4 separate regions of the Zea mays genome follow, and all the other regions are linked to region 2. The links are chromatin contacts, called in public Hi-C maps. All regions are on one chromosome and are shown on one strand. The core of a region is the stretch at or near the end of the contact, and the rest is flanking DNA. Distances in the headings are between cores, read along the strand shown.

The links. A called contact is a pair of places that touch in the nucleus more often than the background predicts.
Region 1: a contact with region 2 is called in a Hi-C map of ear, with 1.6 times the contacts expected there. The contact joins the promoter of LOC103650816 here to the promoter of LOC100285492 in region 2. A contact is called at or near these places in 2 of 25 Hi-C or Micro-C datasets (ear and tassel).
Region 3: a contact with region 2 is called in a Hi-C map of ear, with 1.7 times the contacts expected there. The contact joins the promoter of LOC103650815 here to the promoter of LOC100285492 in region 2. A contact is called at or near these places in 2 of 25 Hi-C or Micro-C datasets (ear and tassel).
Region 4: a contact with region 2 is called in a Hi-C map of ear, with 5 times the contacts expected there. The contact joins the promoter of LOC100274571 here to the promoter of LOC100285492 in region 2. A contact is called at or near these places in 2 of 25 Hi-C or Micro-C datasets (ear and endosperm).

Annotation. Positions count from the first base shown.
Region 1 is chr3:159,088,699-159,091,398 of Zm-B73-REFERENCE-NAM-5.0, forward strand. LOC103650816 (DNAJ heat shock N-terminal domain-containing protein) reads left to right here and starts at 1,418. Exons shown (of 2, transcript XM_008676399.3): 1 at 1,418-1,841; 2 at 1,996-2,700. The coding sequence starts at 1,997.
Region 2 is chr3:158,940,640-158,943,339 of Zm-B73-REFERENCE-NAM-5.0, forward strand. LOC100285492 (receptor-like protein kinase 5) reads right to left here and starts at 1,293. Exons shown (of 3, transcript NM_001318097.1): 1 at 584-1,293; 2 at 1-495. The coding sequence starts at 233.
Region 3 is chr3:158,735,727-158,738,458 of Zm-B73-REFERENCE-NAM-5.0, forward strand. It overlaps LOC103650815 (tRNA (adenine(58)-N(1))-methyltransferase non-catalytic subunit trm6), which reads left to right and starts at 1,313. Exons shown (of 13, transcript XM_008676397.3): 1 at 1,313-1,528; 2 at 1,617-1,741; 3 at 2,198-2,318; 4 at 2,426-2,507; 5 at 2,601-2,671. The coding sequence starts at 1,419.
Region 4 is chr3:158,787,213-158,789,912 of Zm-B73-REFERENCE-NAM-5.0, forward strand. It overlaps LOC100274571 (Auxin response factor 10), which reads right to left and starts at 1,363. Exons shown (of 14, transcript NM_001320127.1): 1 at 1,171-1,363; 2 at 945-1,051; 3 at 752-847; 4 at 555-611; 5 at 286-444; 6 at 67-151. The coding sequence starts at 1,222.

The sequences.
Region 1 (2,700 bases), core at 168-2,667, 150 kb after region 2:
GTGTGCCATCAAAGCTTTTCCGTGCAAGTACCTTGGGCTGCCTTTAACTTGCCGACCATTGCGTCGAGTGGATTTCCAGCCGCTGCTTGACAAATTGGCTGGTAAATTATCGGCATGGAAAGGGAAGCTGCTTGATAAAGCTGGAAGACTGACTCTGGTAAATTCAGTGCTCACGGCTGTCCCGGTGCATTTTTTGACAGTTTTCCCTTTGAAGAAGTGGGCCATTAAGAAGATCGATAAAATTAGGAGGTCTTTCCTTTGGAGAGGTGCTGAAAATGCTAATGGTGGGCACTGTCTAGTGAATTGGACCAAGTCTGCCAGACCGAAATCCTTGGGTGGCCTTGGCATCTTGGATCTAGAGCGTTTCAGCCGTGCTTTGCGCCTCAGGTGGCTTTGGCTCAACTGGACTGATTCTAATAGGCTGTGGGCTGGTTCTCAGATACCCTGTGATAAAATAGATGCAGCTTTGTTCCGGGCATCAACATCTGTAACGGTTGGCAACGGACTGAAGACAAATTTTTGGCATGACGCTTGGCTCTCAGGCAAAGCTCCGATTGACATTGCACCTAGCTTGTACCCCCTGGCATGGCGCAAAAATAGATCGGTGGCTGAACAATTGGTTAACCTCAATTGGACGAGAGGTCTCTGGAGAATGAAAAATGTTCAACAGATGGCTGAATTCATACAATTGTGGAACCATATTGAGGGGGTGCAGCTCAATGACCAGGAAGATTGCATTCGGTGGATATGGACCGAGAATGGAGTGTACTCTTCCAAATCAGCTTATCTTGCACAATTCAAGGGCTCTTACAGTGCTTTCAAAGCAAAATCTATCTGGAAGGCGCACGCCGAAGGGAAACATAAGTTCTTTGTGTGGCTGCTCATTCAAGCAAAGATCCTCACAGCAGATAAACTAAGTCAAAGAAATTGGCCATGCAATCCTGTGTGTGTCCTTTGCGATCAAGAGCCGGAGACTGCGATTCACCTTTGCCTCAAGTGCCCATTTGCTTTGGAAGTGTGGGAGTTAGTTAGGTCGTGGACCAATAATCTGATCATGTCGCCCAGCTCAGATATTCAGAGCTTTGATTCATGGTGGGCTGCTGTGCTCCAAAACAAATCGAAAGAAGATCAACTCACTGTTTCGGGTTTGCTTATGTACTTCACCTGGAATATTTGGAAGGAGCGGAATCGGCGTATTTTTGAGGGCAAGCAAGCATCGACACAAGTGGTCTTTCATCTGGCCAAACAAGAAATGGCGTTGAGACGAGCTGCAGTTGGGCATCCATGTGTAGTGTAATGTCTTCTCTTTTTTGGATTGTGTTTGAGTGTTTTTCGTTATATGTAATAGCAACTTTTTAAGACTCTTGTTTCCCTTCTCTCCTTAAATGAAATAGCAGAGCTCCTGCACTAAGTTTTCAAAAAAAAAAACACTTTCATACAAGTGGGTTGCCTCCAAGGCAGTTTCTATACTTACAAGTTAGAAAATATCCTCATATGGGTACTAAGGAGCTGCAGCTTGGGTTGCAAGATGAGCACGAGTGCATAATTGGCTATGATACAGTCTGGAAAGGAAAAGAAAAGGCTTTGGCTGAATTGTATGATTCATGCCAAGAGAGTTTTCAGCTGTTGTACAATTGGAGGTCAGGGGTCACGAAGGTTTTCGGTAGACCATGGCTTGGCAGACAGCAGACTACTACTAGCAACAAAATCAGTCATTAAATCGATCCGATCGGTTCACATCCCGCGAGATAATCCATGGCTGGGTGCTAGGGTTTACGGCTTCCTCCATTCGCACGCACCCCTGGGCGCTGCGGGCTCGCGGAGCAGGATCGATCAGTTCGGTAAGGACACAGATCCTCGTTTCTTTCCCATTCCTTATTCGCGTCTGATGGAACGCCTAGGCTAGGCTCTGCCGCGCTGAGTTCGCTTAAATCCCAATTGGAATCAGCGGCGCAAGCGCAATGCTTGCCTCTGACCTTGGTTCTTCCGGCGCAGGATGGAGGATGGGGAGACGGAGGAGGCGCAGCGGGACGCGATCACGGCGAGGATGCGGGCCCAGGACTACGCGGGCGCGAGGGCGCTGCTGCTGCGGACGCTTCAGACGAACCCCAGGCTGGAGGGTGCCCTGGAGATGCTCCCGGTGCTCGAGGTCCTCTGCTGCGCCGCCGCCGGCCGTGGGGGCGTGGACTGGTACAGAGTCCTCCAGGTGCTGCCTGTGGATGACGCCGCCAGGATCGAGGCGCGCTACAAGAGCATCGTGGCCCAGGTGGAGCCGGCCATGGGGGCTCTGCCCGGCGCCGAATTGGCCCTCAAGCTCGTCGACGAGGCTTACGCGGTGCTGTCTGATCCAGAGAAGCGAGAGGGGTTTGATTCGAGCAACGTTTTCACCCGGTTCGTTCGGTCCGGTGTCGTTGATGCTCCACCGCCCGGTGGCACACTCGTCCGTCCTGACAGGGTGAGCAGCCTTCACACAAACAAGATTATGGCGTTAAATGGTACGAGCAATGCAGTCTCGCGTACCAACCACGCCGACAGGCCATGCTTTGATGGAAGGGATTCCCGTCTTTCAAATGTGGCGAGTTCATCCGGGACTAAGAGGATGGATCCTTGCTTTCTTGCTGATGACGGTGAGTTGCAGTCACCTGATGGCACTCATGTTAACAAGGGGCAAAAGAGTGTCAGTGAAAAGGATGTTTATTG
Region 2 (2,700 bases), core at 43-2,542:
GAGAGGGAGCCGAAGAGGACCCCGAGCGCAATGCGGCGGAGGCGTGCGGCGCCGCCGGCCTGCGCCCGGGGAATCGTGGACCCCGGCGGCAGCGGCGGCGGCGGGGACTGCGTAGCCATGGGCTCCGAGTGGAGCGGCTGGGCGGAGGCGGGCGCGCACAGCGCGAGGAACTCAAGCAGCAGCAGGAGAGTGGTCAGGACCGACAGGGTTTTGGTAGGGTTCCTGCTCGTCATCCTAGCTCCTACCTCCACGAAACAAGCATACACGACTTGCTAGGAGAAACGAATAAAATTCCTTGGACGAGAATAGGGGAGAATCGATCAATGTCCAGGACGAGCCAATTGTTGCCTGCTCCACGCCCACATCACTGGCACACCCAGCATCTTTCCTCCATGGAAATCAGAGGAAAACAACAGGAGACAAGTTGCAAAGGATGCAAGAAGCGAGGAAGCTGCGGAGCTACAAGAACTCGAGCATGGTGCTCGTGATATTTACCTACAGAAAGAGAAAATATGCATCAAAGAAGACGAATCGAAAAGGCAGTCGCCCAAGGCGCGCGCGGCGTGGAGCTCGTGAGGAGTACCTGACGACAACGAACTCAAACAGAGACAAGTGCGAAGGAGCACGCCTGGTCTCACCACCACCTCCCAAGCAAGCGGCGGCTCACGCACGCGTTTGTCGCCTCCCACCAAGAAATCAACCGAGGTTAGCGGCGCTCACCGCATCACGGAGCACGCTCTGCAAGCATGATCTCCCCCCTTTCCTCTCGCTCCTCTAATCCTCTCTCTCACTGGCGCCGAGCTGCGTGCTCCCTTCTCCCTCCAGAAAGCTTCAAACCGAAAGGACAAGAGGGAGCAAGAATTATCCAAAGCTGAGCCCTCGCCGGCCCGCTCGCTCGGTCACCTGGGGCGCTGCTCGCAATAAGTTACTCGGAGAGCAGAGCAGTGTGGCATTGGTGTGGGCGCCCAAAGCAAGCTAAAAGCCGAGAGCTTTCTTGACGCATCCCTCTCCCCTCGGCCCTCGCAGGCGGCTCGCGTCCACCACCATGCCGTGCGACCGGACCCGGACCAGCCAAACATTCTCCTCCGCCCCGTCCCCGCTCCCCGGCGCGCGCGCGCGACTGGATTGGACTCTCTCTCTCTCTCGTTTCTACCCCTCACCCGCGGGGCCCAGGGGTGCAGCGCGGCGCGTGGCCGTAGCGGAGGGCGATGGCCGATGGGCGAGAGAGGAGGAGCCCAAGACGGAGCAGAGATGCCTTGATGCCCGTGCACAGCAATTGCCCACACTGTTTCGAATCTCTTTCTTTTATCTGTCCTTGTCCATCTTCCCCCCCTCAAAGTGAGAACTGTCGCTTCTCCCCCGCAGTACTGCCGCCTCTGGTGGGAGGAGTAAATTCTCCTTTCACCTGGTAATCTTGCATTCAATGGATTACTGCTACGGAACCGGACGAGGGACGAGCAAAAACAACTTTTATGGACGGCATTTGGCTGTGGCTTTGCGCGGAAAAAAGTTGTAGTTGTTGAGAACTACGTTATCACGGATCACTAGATCCGCTCCCTTCCCTCCCGTTAGCAGTAGAGGCGTAAGAAGATGTAGAGAACCTGTCTCCCTTCACATAAACATCACAGAGAAAACACACGAGACACTGGATATAGGGTTGGGCCTCTGGCCTCTTTCTGATCTACTCATATGATGGGGTGTACAGGTTCCTTATATAGAGATGTGAGACCCCTCAGGGGCAAAGCCGGTATTTGCCCACATAACCCTAACTAGGGTTACTTAACACTCCCCCTTGGGCGAATACCGCGACCAACACATGCCTCGTTAAAACTCCGAAAAACCCAGTGGGAAAAATATGGAGAAAGAGTGCATGGTGATACAAATTGCATTTGCACTTTGTTGCCTCGTTAAAAACCTCGTGTGAGAAACTTCAAGAAAACTCACCAAGGGAAAAAGAGTACAACAGCTGTCATCGGGACAAATTTCGATCCTCTGGGATCTAGATTCTATCGAATCATCTACAAGGGCTAACTTTAGAAATGTGCTCCCCCTGATCCTTGCAAAATCGTATCACTAAGGCAAAACATCTTCTTCTGGAAATATATGCACATAAAGATTTAGCAAACGGATTGCATATCCTTGCAAGGACTATTTCAGGAACTTTACCTCAACTCACTTCTAGGATGTACGAGGTAAGTGCACGTATCAATATAAATAAACCACTTTGACCGATGGTGTTCGATCGACTGGATCTATATATTTGATAGAAAGTTCCATAAAGGTTCACATATTGATCATCAAACTCACGCCTTCAGGGCATAGAATATGACATTTATTGTCTCATGATTGTGATCAATATAAGCATTCGCTCCCCCTGACGATGACATCTGTCAAAGTCGTTATCCCTCGTAACTTAAGCATATTCTTCAAGATATATGTCTCATTGTTCATCTGGAATAACGAGAATGGATGAGGTTGGGGTGCTATCATTTTCTATCTTACACCACAATTTGTACATAGTTGTGCAAAGCAAATAACATGTCCTTCAATAGGACTTAGGGGATAATATAGTTGCAATAGTACATATTCTAAATATGACACATCGCTCCAGGCGTTCATCCATTGCAACATCTATGATGGTGTAACAAAAGTCCATCAAAGATCGTAATCCATCAGGGATTTTTCATGGATCAGATACAT
Region 3 (2,732 bases), core at 63-2,562, 200 kb before region 2:
GTACCCTCGGCCCCGAGTGGTGGCCTCGATGGATTTTGAGTGAAGTCATGAGCTAGGGTTCTGTGAGGCGGCGGGTGCGGGTTTCGATCTCGTCATGCTAGCCGCAGGTGGAGGCTGTTGCAGTGAGGGAGGAGGGGGCGTGGGGGCGTGGCAGACATGGAAGGGGGCGACGATTGGGGCATGCGGGAGAAGGGGCCGATAGCTGGGGCATGGCGGGATGATGGAGTCGGGGGCGGAGGTAGCGGGTGTGGATAGGCGGGGGCATGCCGACATGGGGGGAGGGCGAGGGCGAGGACGATGCCATGGATACCGCGACGAGATTAGCGGCGCCATGGATGCCGCACGGGGGGGGGGGGGGGGGGGAGGGGTGGAGGGCTAGGGCGGAGGCGTGGTGAAGCAAGTGGTGGACGCCTACACTATAGCCATATAGAATAGTAGAGATTTTATCAGATGAGAAAGTTGGTTCCACATTTCCACTATTGGTGATCTAAAAGGCTATTGCATTAAAATTGGAACTTAAGGGGTATGACTTTGAACCTTAACCATTGTGTACTCAACATGGTACTTATGTTGTTGGTTTATGAACATTCCCATAATTCAATACTCAGCTGCTATCCCCATACTTCAAATATTCAATGTTATCAAATATTTGCAATGATTAGTACGCTACTATTATGTATATTTTAAGGGATTCTTATTTGTATTATATTGATGTTATGATATGATTATTGCATCTCTTGTGTCGAGCTACACATTTGAAGTGGTAATTAGTCGGTGTTCTCGGTTTAAGGGGGTGTTTGTCTTGGATTATAATCTGCCTAGATTATATAATTCAACAAATTTTGAACTAACACTTACACCTCATTTATTTACCCTCTAGATTATATAATCAACTTAAATAAATCACGACGAACAACACATATTGTTAGATGAATTATATAATCTAGATAACTAGATTATGATAATCCATAGTCAAATCAATAGGTGATTATGTAATTCATAAGCTGGATTATATAATCCTAGAAGAAAACAAACAAGAACTTAGTTCAAAAGTTGTTGGATTATATAATCTGTACAGATAATAATCCCAAAGAAATGCCCCCTAAATTACGACCGTTATCGACATGCATACGACCGTATCGTTCCTGATATTTCTTATATCTTCGTTTTTCGGACGGAGTATTTTAGATTACCATTTTTATATGTAAATATGAAATCAAAAATGGTTAGACGATTTTCACGGCAATTTCCCACGGTTTTCATCCCTAGTGGCATGCTTATCGGGCCGTCTCTCCATCCCTGTTGTGGAGTCTGGTTGGGTGGGATCCGACCCAACCCGACCCGCTCGCTCCTTAAACCCTCGCTTGTCGTCGCTTCGCTTTCTCCCCAACTCCAACTCCCGCTTCACGCCCACACCAATGGACCCGCAGCCGCCACCGATTTGCCGGGAGGCGTGGGAGGGCTGCAGCGTCCTCCTCGACATCAATGACGGCGACCGCCTAGCCTTCTTCCGCCTCACCCCCGGCGCGTCAGTCCCACCCTCCTTCCCTTCCCTCAGCTTCCTGACATCGCAACTCCGCCCCCACCCCTCAAACCAATCGTTTGTGTGTGCGCAGGACGGTGAAGATTGGGAACAAGACTTGTTCACTGAAGCCGCTCGTGGGACGCCCCTTTGGCTCCCTATTCCGCCTCGGCGCCGGCGGACTCGTTCCCTGCGCCGCCGCGGACGCCACATCTCGTGGTAAGGATAGATTCTGATTCGAAGCCTCTATCGAGCTGAATTGCCAGCTCGAGGTTAAACCTTTTTAAAGCTCAACAAGTTGTAACCTTTTACTCGCAAAGCTCAAGCCTTTTCTGTTTTCATTCAGTGTGCAATTTTCAGTTAACTGAAAACATAACAGAAGCACATTATTGTTCATAGTTAGTCAGCTATTAGGCCTCATCTATATCCAAGTTCTGTGAAGTTGCTGTTCCATTGTGCCATATGTACAATGTGCCTAATTAATGAAAGCCTAATTTTTTGAACTAGTTTCCTACAAACAAATCATTCTCTCTTCTTTTTAACAAAGATAAGGGTCATGCTGCAATGATTCTTACTGTCTAGGTTAACAGTTAACTAATGCCCCCTCTTTCTTTCATGGTGTACTCATCATTATGCACACTATCTGATTTTTGTAACACTGACTCATTTATCTAGATCATAACACGCCAGATGATGCCAATGGACAAACGCAGGATGAAACCAGAGACAATAGGTCTCTGGTTGATAATAATACAGCTCAAAATTTATCTAGCGATGACATAGAGGCAATGAAGAGGTGATATTCTGATCATATTTGACTTCTATTGAATATACACTATGTTTTCTTCTCTGTTCACTCTGATTTACTTCCAAGTATGTATGCAATTTGATTTTCCAAAACAGGGATGGTGCAACTGGTGACGAGATTGTAGAAGCTTTAATAGCAAACAGCTCAACATTTGGAAATAAAACTGTCTTCTCACAGGTTAGTACAATAATTTATTAGCTTTACTTTCTTTGGTCTCCTTAAGTTTCAAATTCGTTGATGATTGATTTGATTAAATCATTTTGGTTGCAGGAGAAGTACAAGTTAAAGAAACAAAAGAAATATGCGCCTAAAGTTCTTTTGCGACGCCCTTCTGCTCGAAGGTACCTTTCTAGTAGTCTTTGTAGTTTGTACAGTCTGCAACCAAAATGATTTATCTGTTTT
Region 4 (2,700 bases), core at 113-2,612, 150 kb before region 2:
CAAATCAATCAATCCTGTAGCATACAAGGCAGGCGCGAACCATGGCAAATGAGGAGCCCAAATTACCTCTAAAGATGTGGCGGAAGCGCCACTCCATGCCATGCAGATCCTTCGCCACCAGCTCCTGTGTGGGAGGCGACTGGGTCATATCCTGCCGACGGAAAAACAAGAAGGTCAGCTCACCAGACGACACAAAGCTTAAGCAGTACCACGCGCATCTCTAGTTCTATACTTCTATTAATAGCAGAGGAACAGAATCCACAGGGGGGTGTTGAGCGCACACACCAGGGGAGGGAGGCACTCGTCAGCGTGTCGGCGCAGCACAGAGAAGCCACCGTGTGTGCTGGTGTCCGAGGCGGTGAGCGTCTTGCAGAAGGACCTGACTGCTGGCCTCGGCGACGCAGCAGGTGCAGAACTCGGCTTCTCAGCCGGCACATCGGTTTGCTGCACGAACGAGCAAGCAGAGCGAGAGCAAGTGAGAACCTCCTAGTTCCGAGGGAAAATTCCGGAATTACGTGCCGAGCATAGATAGTCCGAGCTGGGAGGGAGGCTACCTCGGGCTCCGGCATGAGCATGATCTGCGCGTAGACCTCGTCGGTGTCCGTCTCCGCCTGCCCAAACCCGCAGAACGCGTAAGCACAGGACCTGGAATCGCTCAGGAGGGGAAACGGGCGCGCTAGGTGCGGAATTGGGGGCGAAAAAACCGGGGGAAGGTAAAAACAAAAAAAAGACGGCGGGAAGTGGAAGGAACCTTGAGCTCGACGTTGAGCACGCGGCAGAGCAGCTTGGGGGGCAGATCGTAGAGGCGCATCTGGTTCCCGGCGACCTGGTTCATGGACGCCTCCACCTGCGAGCCCCCGAGCACTCCAAATCAGCGTCCGGAGCAGGGCAGGGGGGGCGAGGGACAAGCTAAGCTCCAGCGGAGGAGAAGGGAGGAGGAGTACCTGCTCGATGTGCCCCTGGGGGAAGTAGAAGACGAGGTCGCCGACGCGGGGGACGGTGACGAGCGGGCCGGCGCAGGCGCGCCAGAGCTCCGGGTACAGCGGATCCCCTGCCAGGAACAGAGCAAGGCACCATCAGCACGAGGCCCCGCCTCGGAGAGGAGACGGCGGACGCCAAGAGGTAGAGAGATAAGGCCGCCGGAGCTGACCGGATCTGGCGCGCGCGTACCTGAGTTAGACGGGGGCTGGGACGGCGGCGCCATGGCTGTTGCGGGCGGCATCTGACTCGGATCAGGCGGCGGCGGGAAACCCTAGACGGAGGAGGAAGGGGGTTGGGAGGGAGCGAAGGCGGGCGGAAAGGGGGAGGAGGCAGCGGCAGTAGCAGTCGGGAGGGGGGAGAAATGTTTTTGCGTGTGTCTGTGTGTGCGGCGAGGAAGGAGAGGAGGGTAGACGAGAGGGGAGATTCGGTGTGGTCTCTTTGTAGGGAGTAGACAGCGTGACGCAGCGGTGGCGTCCGGACAGAAAGAAAGCCGGTGGTGACACGGCCGCGTTGGCTTGGACCACCGGTTCGCGCGGTCCGGTCCAGTATGGTCCGGTCCGGTCCGGTCCGATGCGCGGGCTGGGAAAGGCGTGTGGGCCCGGGCCGGTGCTTGCGTGTGTGCGGCTGGCTGGCTGCCTGCTGCCTGTCTGGTCTGACCGGCCTGCAGCGGCAGCAAAAGCGAGACGGGGTGTGGTGCGGTGCAGTGCAGCAGCAGCCAGCAGTAGTGCAGTGGCGACTGGCGAGCGCTGCCGCGCACCGCACCAGAGTACCAGACGGACGATGGCCTCCCACGCCGCAGCAGTGCTCTTCTGTTCCGCCTGTGTAGGCCTGTTTGGCAAGGTTTCCGTGAGGTGACGGAGGGGATTACCGCGCCGCTAGAGCGGTCCGACCGACACTTCGCTCTTCCTCAGATTTCCAGTCCACGGAATGACGCTGACGTGGATGGGGAATCAACGAGGAAACCTTGCTCATTCTAGAATATTTAAGGATCATTTATTTAATATTCTACAAATTTTAAGGCTCGTGTTTAAGCTAGGAGTTATGTATGATGAGTAATTGGGTGAATTATAGGTGCTACTTATGGTTTGGTAAGTTACTAGTAACAACCATTTTGATGGTGAGAGTTAGGGAGTGTTATAATCCCAAACAAACCCTCCTTACTTGTAACTGTCATTCTTATGACCATGATGGTTGTCATTAAGCTATTTGACAGCACCTCTTCCCCTACTCTCTTGCATCTATATAAGTGCACACAATCCTTCAAATGCGTATGTGGAAAATACACTCTTATTATTTTCATTCTATTTTCACGGTTGAGCTGCCACTGAAGTTTTTCCCCCTCCCAAATCTATTGCGCACGGAGAGTTGGGAGAGCTAGCATCCGAAGTTTCGAACCCACCATCCGTCGAGGCATTTGTTCGGTGCACAGGCGATCAGGTTTCTGGAGAGCGTCGTCATGACTGCTCGTTGGTGGTATTCATCTTCTTTCACTATAACCAGGGGTGAGAACGGTCGGATACTAGGTTATCCCATATCCTACCATGATATAATTATGTCAGATACATGATCAGATACTGATAGTTAAAATTCGGGACGGATACAAAACGGAATCGAATAATAATTAGGGCGAGTAAGAAATAGATATTGGATATTATTAAAAAAGATAACGGATATTTGTCGAATAGTTCGTCCTAATGATATTAGTTGCCCAACCATCCA